2 separate regions of the Mus musculus genome follow, and region 1 is linked to region 2. A link is a contact called in public HiCAR-type data. All regions are on one chromosome and are shown on one strand. Each heading gives the region's core, a stretch centred on a gene start, on an enhancer-like site or on the middle of the called end of the contact. The rest is flanking DNA. Distances are from core to core; before and after follow the strand shown. Region 1 has its middle 17 kb from the start of Gm10510. Region 2 overlaps Gm35502 (a long non-coding RNA gene).

Region 1 (3,742 bases), core at 1,163-3,662, 130 kb after region 2:
GGGGAAACGTTCTCAGTTAGGCCTGGCGTTTGTTTGTTTGTTTGTTTGTTTGTTTGTTTGTTTTAACAGTTGAAGAAAGACATTAATTGGAGATGAGAAAACATATATAAAACAGTCACAGCAAGAAAAAGACCCTCTGCCAAGCAGAGGAGGGACTTGTAAAGCTAAAAATTGCTTTTAAAAGCCACTAAAGAGTTTCCCTCCCTTTCGGGTGGGTCAATTTGAAGAAATATAGGATAGTTGAATGGCCCAGAACTGTTGTACAGCATGTCTAAGTAGGCCTTAAACTTGTTGAATCAGGAGGTCTGGGGGGGCTCAGAAACCAAAGCCTATAAGGTCTTTGTTTTAAGATTCCAGGCTTTCTCAAGTCAGGAGGATGAGAAAGAATCCGGTCATCTTGGAAACTCTCCACTCGCCATGCCATGTAAGGGGGTATGGGGTGCGGGACAGGAATTACTGCTTTGAGCTGCTTTGAACTGACAAAGGGTGGACAATGGTGGACGGGGCAGCAGTTTACATGCCTCAGAGGAAGATCTATCTATGGGTCCATGATAAAACTTAAGAAATGGTGATCAGTCAGATCAGTAGACATCCATTAGGTCTAACATCCGATGGCTGAGTATCTCTGAAGCTTGTCATATAAGTGGAGTGTCCTCTATACCGCATAAGACTTTGTCATAGTTATCTATGAGCCCGACAGTCTCTTTGTTGCTGTTGTCTACCATAAGGTCTACATCATGGAATAGGCCATTAGTCTGATTTAAGAGTTTAAGGGGCCTTTTTTTCTGCCAATTTAAGTTTAGAAGCTAGCCATTGGGTTTCTTCTCTTATAACCTCGAGGGGAACATTAAGAGACAAAGTTAATGAGGAAAATGTTTTGATATCATGGCATTTTGTTTAATAAAGTAAAGCACCATTTTGTAACCAGAAACATTTTATCAGGACCTCCTAGAAGGCCTATTGGCAATATCTTCCCATTAGAAGATGCCTCTGCCCTGTACCAGCTGTAATGTCCATGGAGGTAGACAACATGAGGCAAAACCAAATAAAAACAATGTTTCATTTGTTGAAGTCACACCTATACACTGACATTATATAAGTCAGACAACAGGGTATCTGGCAGTCTCCTTTAATTGGGGAACATGATTGGTTAGTACATAGGTCATCGTGTTACGGCCCAGTTGTAAGCAAAGCTCTTCTAGAAACAGTGTTATCTGGAAAAGAGATTAGTGGCAAATAGTTGTTCAAGTCACATATCATCTGGTTCATCACAACCTCTGAGGACTGTTAAAGAAACAATGATGTTACCTATATTAATCAAGGTTACACTTTCCTTTGGGGCATTGAAGACCATGTAGGTGTCAAAATTAATAACTTTTTAATTTAATTTTATTTTTTTGCTGTCAAGGATAGTTGGTGATCTGGGCCTTGGAGGTAATGTGGACTTGGGAGGAACTTCTCTGACTCCTGCAGCTTCTTTTTCCACTTAACCCATCTTGATTTGAAGACAAATCAAAGTTTTGCTCGATTACTACTGTATTTGGAAGTGTGGAGAAATTCCTTTTTATTGAGGAATACACATTGAAGACTGATTAGAGCACACTCAGTGTTGTCACCATGGCCTCCCTGAACAAGAGAACAGGTGACTTCCCACAGTTTACAGGACATTCAGAGATGCCCCACAGTTCTCTGGGACAAGGGGGAAATAGTCTCCCCTTTAATTCCTCTGACCATATCAGCAAAAGCCTCCAAATATGGTTATTGGTCACCCAGAGGGTCAGCTGCACCACCTTATTGCTTTTTACTTAATCTATAATGGTTAAGTGATGCCTGAGCAGAAATCAAACACCTTTAAAATAAATTTGGATCAACACACCAAAAGCTACTACAGCTGGTAAGCAGTTAGTAGGATTTGGATGATCCCACAGTAAAAAGAAAAATTAGGCATGGGGCCTTACTCTCATTTACAGAATAACTCTAATTGGAGGGTGGTATTTATAATTAAGAGTTTCTCCGAGGGGTCACCTTTTCTCCTAGAAGATATTTATGATGGGGTTGAGACAGAGATTAACCCTCTCTTCCTAAGCACTGGAGGGTCTAACTTGCTCCAGTTGTCCAGGAGATGAGCCAGGGAGGAACTTGAAAGAATCTGTAAAGCGAAAACAAGATTGGGAGTGACTGACGGGTTCATCTAATCCTCCTCTAGGCTCTCAACCCAGCATCTGGAGGGAGTGACTCCAAGCCCCAAGGGGTGGTTGGCAAAACCCAAACACCCCAGGACTGGTTTGCTCTTCCCTGTGCCTGTAATTCCAGTCCCCACCAGTTTTCACTTGCATCCCTGGTGTGTCATTGAAAGGCAAACCTGAGCTCCCTCCAAATCTTCTCCTCAGGTCAGACTGGGGTGGAGAGCTTGCTAGTTGATTCCTAACCCCCTCTCTAGGACAGAGGGGTCAAGGTCAAGAGGCTGTAGATTCTGAGAGATAGAGCCCACCCCCCTATCCCCAGATCTAAATAATGAACTGCTTTCTTGTGGTAAACTTGAGCAGCCCTTACAGTCTGCAGCAGGACAGTAGGACCTCAGTATCTCAAATAGTAACCTGAGCAAAAGAGTATCAGCCACTCTGCCTTAGGGTCTCTGTGATCCCTTGTCCATTTTGTAAATTATAAATATATAATTATTTCAGATAGGAATTAAATATTTTAACCACTCCAAACTTTTTAAAATTTAAATAATATTATATAAATTAGGAGGGTATTTTTTTAACAAATTAAAATACGTAAATTGGGTTTTAGTCCTTTTAATCTAGGATAATAACCACAAGAAACAAAGTAGAACAAAAGGACATTTGAAGAACTCAGAAGAGAATATTAGGCTATATTGTTATTGTTGTTGTTACTGTTGTTGTTAATCCTTGCTACCCTAACTGAAAGGCTCAAATTAAAACAAAACAGAGCATTAAGGAAAATAATAATAATAAAAAATCTGGGAGATCTAGTGATGTCTCAATCTAATAAAGAAAAGAAAAGATGTAGCTATAACCAGAGAGCCTAGTAGAATTATGGGTGCTGCCATTTTGCTTTGTGTCATGTGATTCACATTAACCAAGATGGTGGCAAAGTAACATGGCTGCCTCCATCTTAACAAAGTCACCAGCCAAGATGGCAGCAAGCAACACGGCTGCTTTTATGCCCCAGCTCAGATCAGACATGAGTCCCTGTGGGGTTCACCTATTCCACCGATGAAATATGGGCTATATTCTTTTCTTTAAACAGACACGTTAGTTAGTTATCCGTGGATAAAGGAGAAAAAAGCATCTATAGCAGGCCCCAGTTAGCAAAATAAAGAAACCAGCTGAAGGAATTTCAGTCTCAGCTCAGAGGAACTATATAATCAGGTTGAAGTCTCTTGGAAAACAGAGGGCAAGCGGGAGGGGGTGGGGATGGAGAGGGAGAGGGAGGGAGAGAGGAAATGTAATCGATTTTAGTTTTAAGCAATAGTTGGCCTTTCTTACTTCCTGTGTTGTAGAAGACACAGGAAACAGGTCTGTCTGTCTCCAGGTAGAGAGGTAACTTTTAAAATTTCCTTAAAGATGTCTCTCCTTCAGGCACCTGATCAAGTTGCACCCAGAGTGAGGTGATGCTGTCAAGCTTAGGTTAATAGTATGGGGTTAGCTGTTTACAGAGCTCTTGTGCTGGTTTGTATATGCTTGGCCCAGGGAGTGGCACTATTAGAAGGTGTGGC
Region 2 (3,599 bases), core at 1,052-3,551:
CCACTGCTAGTCCTGGGCTAGATCTGGGGCCTTAGCCTGCATCCAGGAAATGGAAACTTTTGGCTTTTGGCCTCTTTGTAACCTGGTAGACTTGGCCTCCTATGTATAAGGACCCACCACCATCACCACTACTGTTGCCTGCACAGGTCCATCATCTCTGACTTTTCCATGAATGGCTTCCAGGTTGATGACCCATAAGACTGTTTACCAGAGACCTTCATCTACAGGGCACATTGTTTGCCTGTCTCCAAGGTCACCATATGTTGTATGCAGCTCCTGTGCTCACTCACCTCCGCTAGTTATCTGATATTGCTCTGGCTCGGTGCGCATGGGTTTTATTGTTGGTTGTTTGTTTTTGGCTAATCTCCACCAGGCCTTTTGACAGAGATGGATGCAACCTGAGTCTGCTTCATGTACATTACAAGCTGCCCCCAGAACTTGAAGGGAGCCTCAGAAGTTCAGCAGCCGGAGAGGCCCTCCTCTCTGCCATAGCTTGTCCAAGATTGAGGCTTTTCTGGGCTGGGAGGGGTGAGAAAGGCTCCAGACAGACGTGCAAACCTGTTTCACGGAATGGATTTACATATGAACAAGAGTCTTGTTCTGGGGCCACCACAAAGTAGCATGAAGGTCAAAGGTCAGAGATCACCCCCATATCACCCCAGGCTCTGTATGTCCTTGAGAATGGGAAATGTGACCTTTCCTGCTCATTCTAATTTTTATTGTGATGAGATCTGGGAACGACCTCTGACTCGGAAGGGGTTAAAGGTCACCTGACTTCCCTAAGGCTCTTGCAGAAGGAACCTGCTTGATCCCCAGCCCTCGCAGGTTTCCGAGTCCTAACCCAGCACAAGGCCTGTATCTCATTTTAGTTCGGGGGCCCTGCAAGTCACGTGGATTTTCCCATCACTGCTTCTATGTGGTGGAAAAACTCCTTTGGCTGCAACTGCGGTATAGTGCTGAGGCCAGGAACGCGGCAAATATCGAAGGTCCAGAGCACGCACCACAACCAACCGAAAGCTCAGAGAGAAGTCAAAGAAAGCTAATCCTTGAGTGTGTTGCGGTGACCAGGTGGCCACAGAAACCTCTGTGAGCAGGGAGATGAGCCAGCTTTGTCCTGCAGAGGTCCCAGCATAAGCGAAGGCTGTAATTTTGCCAAAGTCGAGGAGTGGGGGTGGGTGCGTCTTATTGTTACTCCAAGCATTTTAGCTTCCCAGTACAAGACTGCACGCTGCAAAACAACGTTGAAACTCTGCGGAAGATTGGCTAGTGATTCGAAGCGCACAGTAAGACTAGAAATGGCAGTGGGGGGGGGGGGGGGTTCGGGGGGAGACAGCAGTAGAGAGCCCTGCAGACACAGGCCATGGGTGAGGGAACCAGCAAGGAGCCACCATGTTTGGGGCCCTCTGCTACGATATTTTAAAACGGATTTCAGAGTGTGCTGAGCAGATGGTCACAGCAGACTGCTGTGCCAGGTGTGTTAATGAGGCAAGTCAGTAGCATTCCTGGAGTTACCAAGGATACTCAGTTAAAGCGGGGCAGGAGCCTCAGGTGAAAACCTGGAAGCGCCGGCCTCACATTTGCATGACAAAAGGCCAAGACCTGGGGCTGTGCCAGGCTCCGCCTCCTTCTGCTGGACACGTGACTCCCTTGTTTGTTTTGTTTTTTTTCTCTTTTTGTTTCTCCCTCGGAGCGTCTTGGAGACCCGCTCTTTGCCTGTAACTAAGCAGCAGGCGTTTATGCTCTAAATAGACGGTGTTTGTAATTTTTCACCCCAGTTACCCTAGAAATCTCTCAAATGACTTCTTTATATAAGCAGCCATCTAACTCCATCAGCACCACCCACTGGCCCTGTCCTCAGAGGATAATGAGCCAGGATCGGCCAGCTTCCCTTGTTGCTGTTTCTTAAGCCCCCATGGCATAGCAGAGTCGTCCTCCCTTTTATCTCCCTGTGTGCGTGTGCGTGTGTTGCGCATGAGCATAGTATGATAATGCTACCATACACCCACCGGGAGATTCCGGTGAACAGGATGGGGGCAGGCAGAAGGGGGAGCAACCAGGAGAATCAGAAATGGAGAGAGCCTTATTTGCAACCTGTCAGGGGGCATGGCTTTTTGTGTGTAATAAACACGAGATTTTTGGTCCCCTGCAAGCGTGGCACACACATCTTCTAGTATGTACCATGCTACCAGGGATCCTGGAACATCACAACTCAGCACACAGTCATTTCTTAGAAATATATGTCCCCAAGTGCATGTCCCTCATGCCTGCCAACATGTTCACTGCAGCTCAGGCTGCTAGGGACAGTGTGATGAGGGGAACCCCTTGCAGCAAGCCCAATGCCATTAGCACTGGAGTGCTTGGGCAGTTAAGTGTGTATCCCTAGTAACTCCTTAGTCAAAACCAACCCTCTGTTTCAGTCATGAAATGTAGCTGAGAGACTGTGAGACGGTCCATCAGAAGGAAGGACATGATTTTTCTACTGCCCAGAATTCGGGAATTCGGGACCAGGGAGCTACCACCACTGTGGACTGAGTTCCTGAAAAAGTTGTATCTTTGTTTAGGACTCTGGGGGTTTAATAAGAACTTCATAATTGGGTAGAGTTGGAATGTTGCAGGTCCAGAGCCAGAAATATATCTGGCTCTTTTATAGGCATTTACCTACCCCTATATCTGACCTAAAACTCTTTAGACCACCAGAAAAAAAAAAAAAAAAAAAACTTGGAATGTGTTAACCTAGAAAACTGTTAGCTTCCATCAACAGGAAGCTAAACATGTGATCAGATAGCATCTGGAATGATAACAAAGGTTTCCTAGTGCCTTACCAATATAATAGAAGGTGAATAAATGTACAGCTTTCTATTCTGTGACTAACATAAATATGTGTAACTTCTACTTGTCACTTAGGGCAACCCGAAATAGTGTTTGCAAGCCACAAGCATTCATATTTGTCTCAGAATAAACTATGTCTCATTCCCTTTGCAATGTTTGAGTGTTTTGCATCAATAGCCCCTTACCCCAGGCCAAGGAGTAGCCTTTTCCCCAAAGACTTTTTCTGAGGAGATTTAAAGAAACATCTGTTTTCAGGGTGGGGTGGGGTGCTGGCCGATAATCCCACTAGTCTGTGGACCAGTGAGTTTACCAGGGTTAGTTGAGAAATGAAGATGACTCAAAGGCAAGTTCACTGTGGGGGAAGTCCCCTCGGCAGCTTAAGGACATCACCATATCCCTTCCAGTTAGCTGTTTGCTAACTTGTTTCCTTCTTTAAGGAAGGAAGAGCCTTCTTCAGGATCTCCTGAGCCTCTAGAGAGCTCTGCCCCTCAACCAGGGAGCATTAGTAGGCTAGATCTCATAGCCATATCATGACAGTGATCACAGATCTGACTCTAGAGGATAAAGGTCATATCTAATCCAAAGGAAGCAGCTACCACAAATCCCCAAAGGGAAAAACTTAACTCAGACAGAACCACTTCCATATTCCATTGTCCTTGGGCCTATTGCCTTCACCTCTGAGGGTGAGTTGTGAGTTCACTACGTAAAAAACACAGACATGCTATGTCTTTCCACAATATCAGAATGTTGAACGATATCAGGTCAGTTTC

The links. HiCAR-type assays count read pairs that join an accessible place to other places.
Region 1: a HiCAR-type map of embryonic stem cells shows a contact between it and region 2, with 4 times the contacts expected there. The contact joins two enhancer-like sites. A contact is called at or near these places in 4 of 484 Hi-C or Micro-C datasets (bone marrow-derived macrophages, cerebral cortex, hematopoietic stem and progenitor cells and 1 more) and 7 of 115 datasets of contacts at active chromatin or transcription factors (astrocytes, embryonic basal ganglia, embryonic stem cells and 2 more).

What each region holds. Positions count from the first base shown.
Region 1 is chr17:15,335,734-15,339,475 of GRCm38.p6, forward strand. No RefSeq gene overlaps it. Among named protein-coding and RNA genes, the nearest start is that of Gm10510, 17 kb to the right of the region's middle. Within about 2 kb of position 2,413, at least 3 of the 459 cell types and tissues checked have an H3K27ac peak or open chromatin away from gene starts, as enhancers often do. A contact at or near this core is called in embryonic stem cells, where this site is marked.
Region 2 is chr17:15,206,695-15,210,293 of GRCm38.p6, forward strand. Gm35502 (a long non-coding RNA gene) reads left to right here. Exons shown (of 3, transcript XR_385429.3): 3 at 1-2,972. Among named protein-coding and RNA genes, the nearest start is that of Gm35502, 13 kb to the left of the region's middle. Within about 2 kb of position 2,302, at least 103 of the 459 cell types and tissues checked have an H3K27ac peak or open chromatin away from gene starts, as enhancers often do. A contact at or near this core is called in embryonic stem cells, where this site is marked.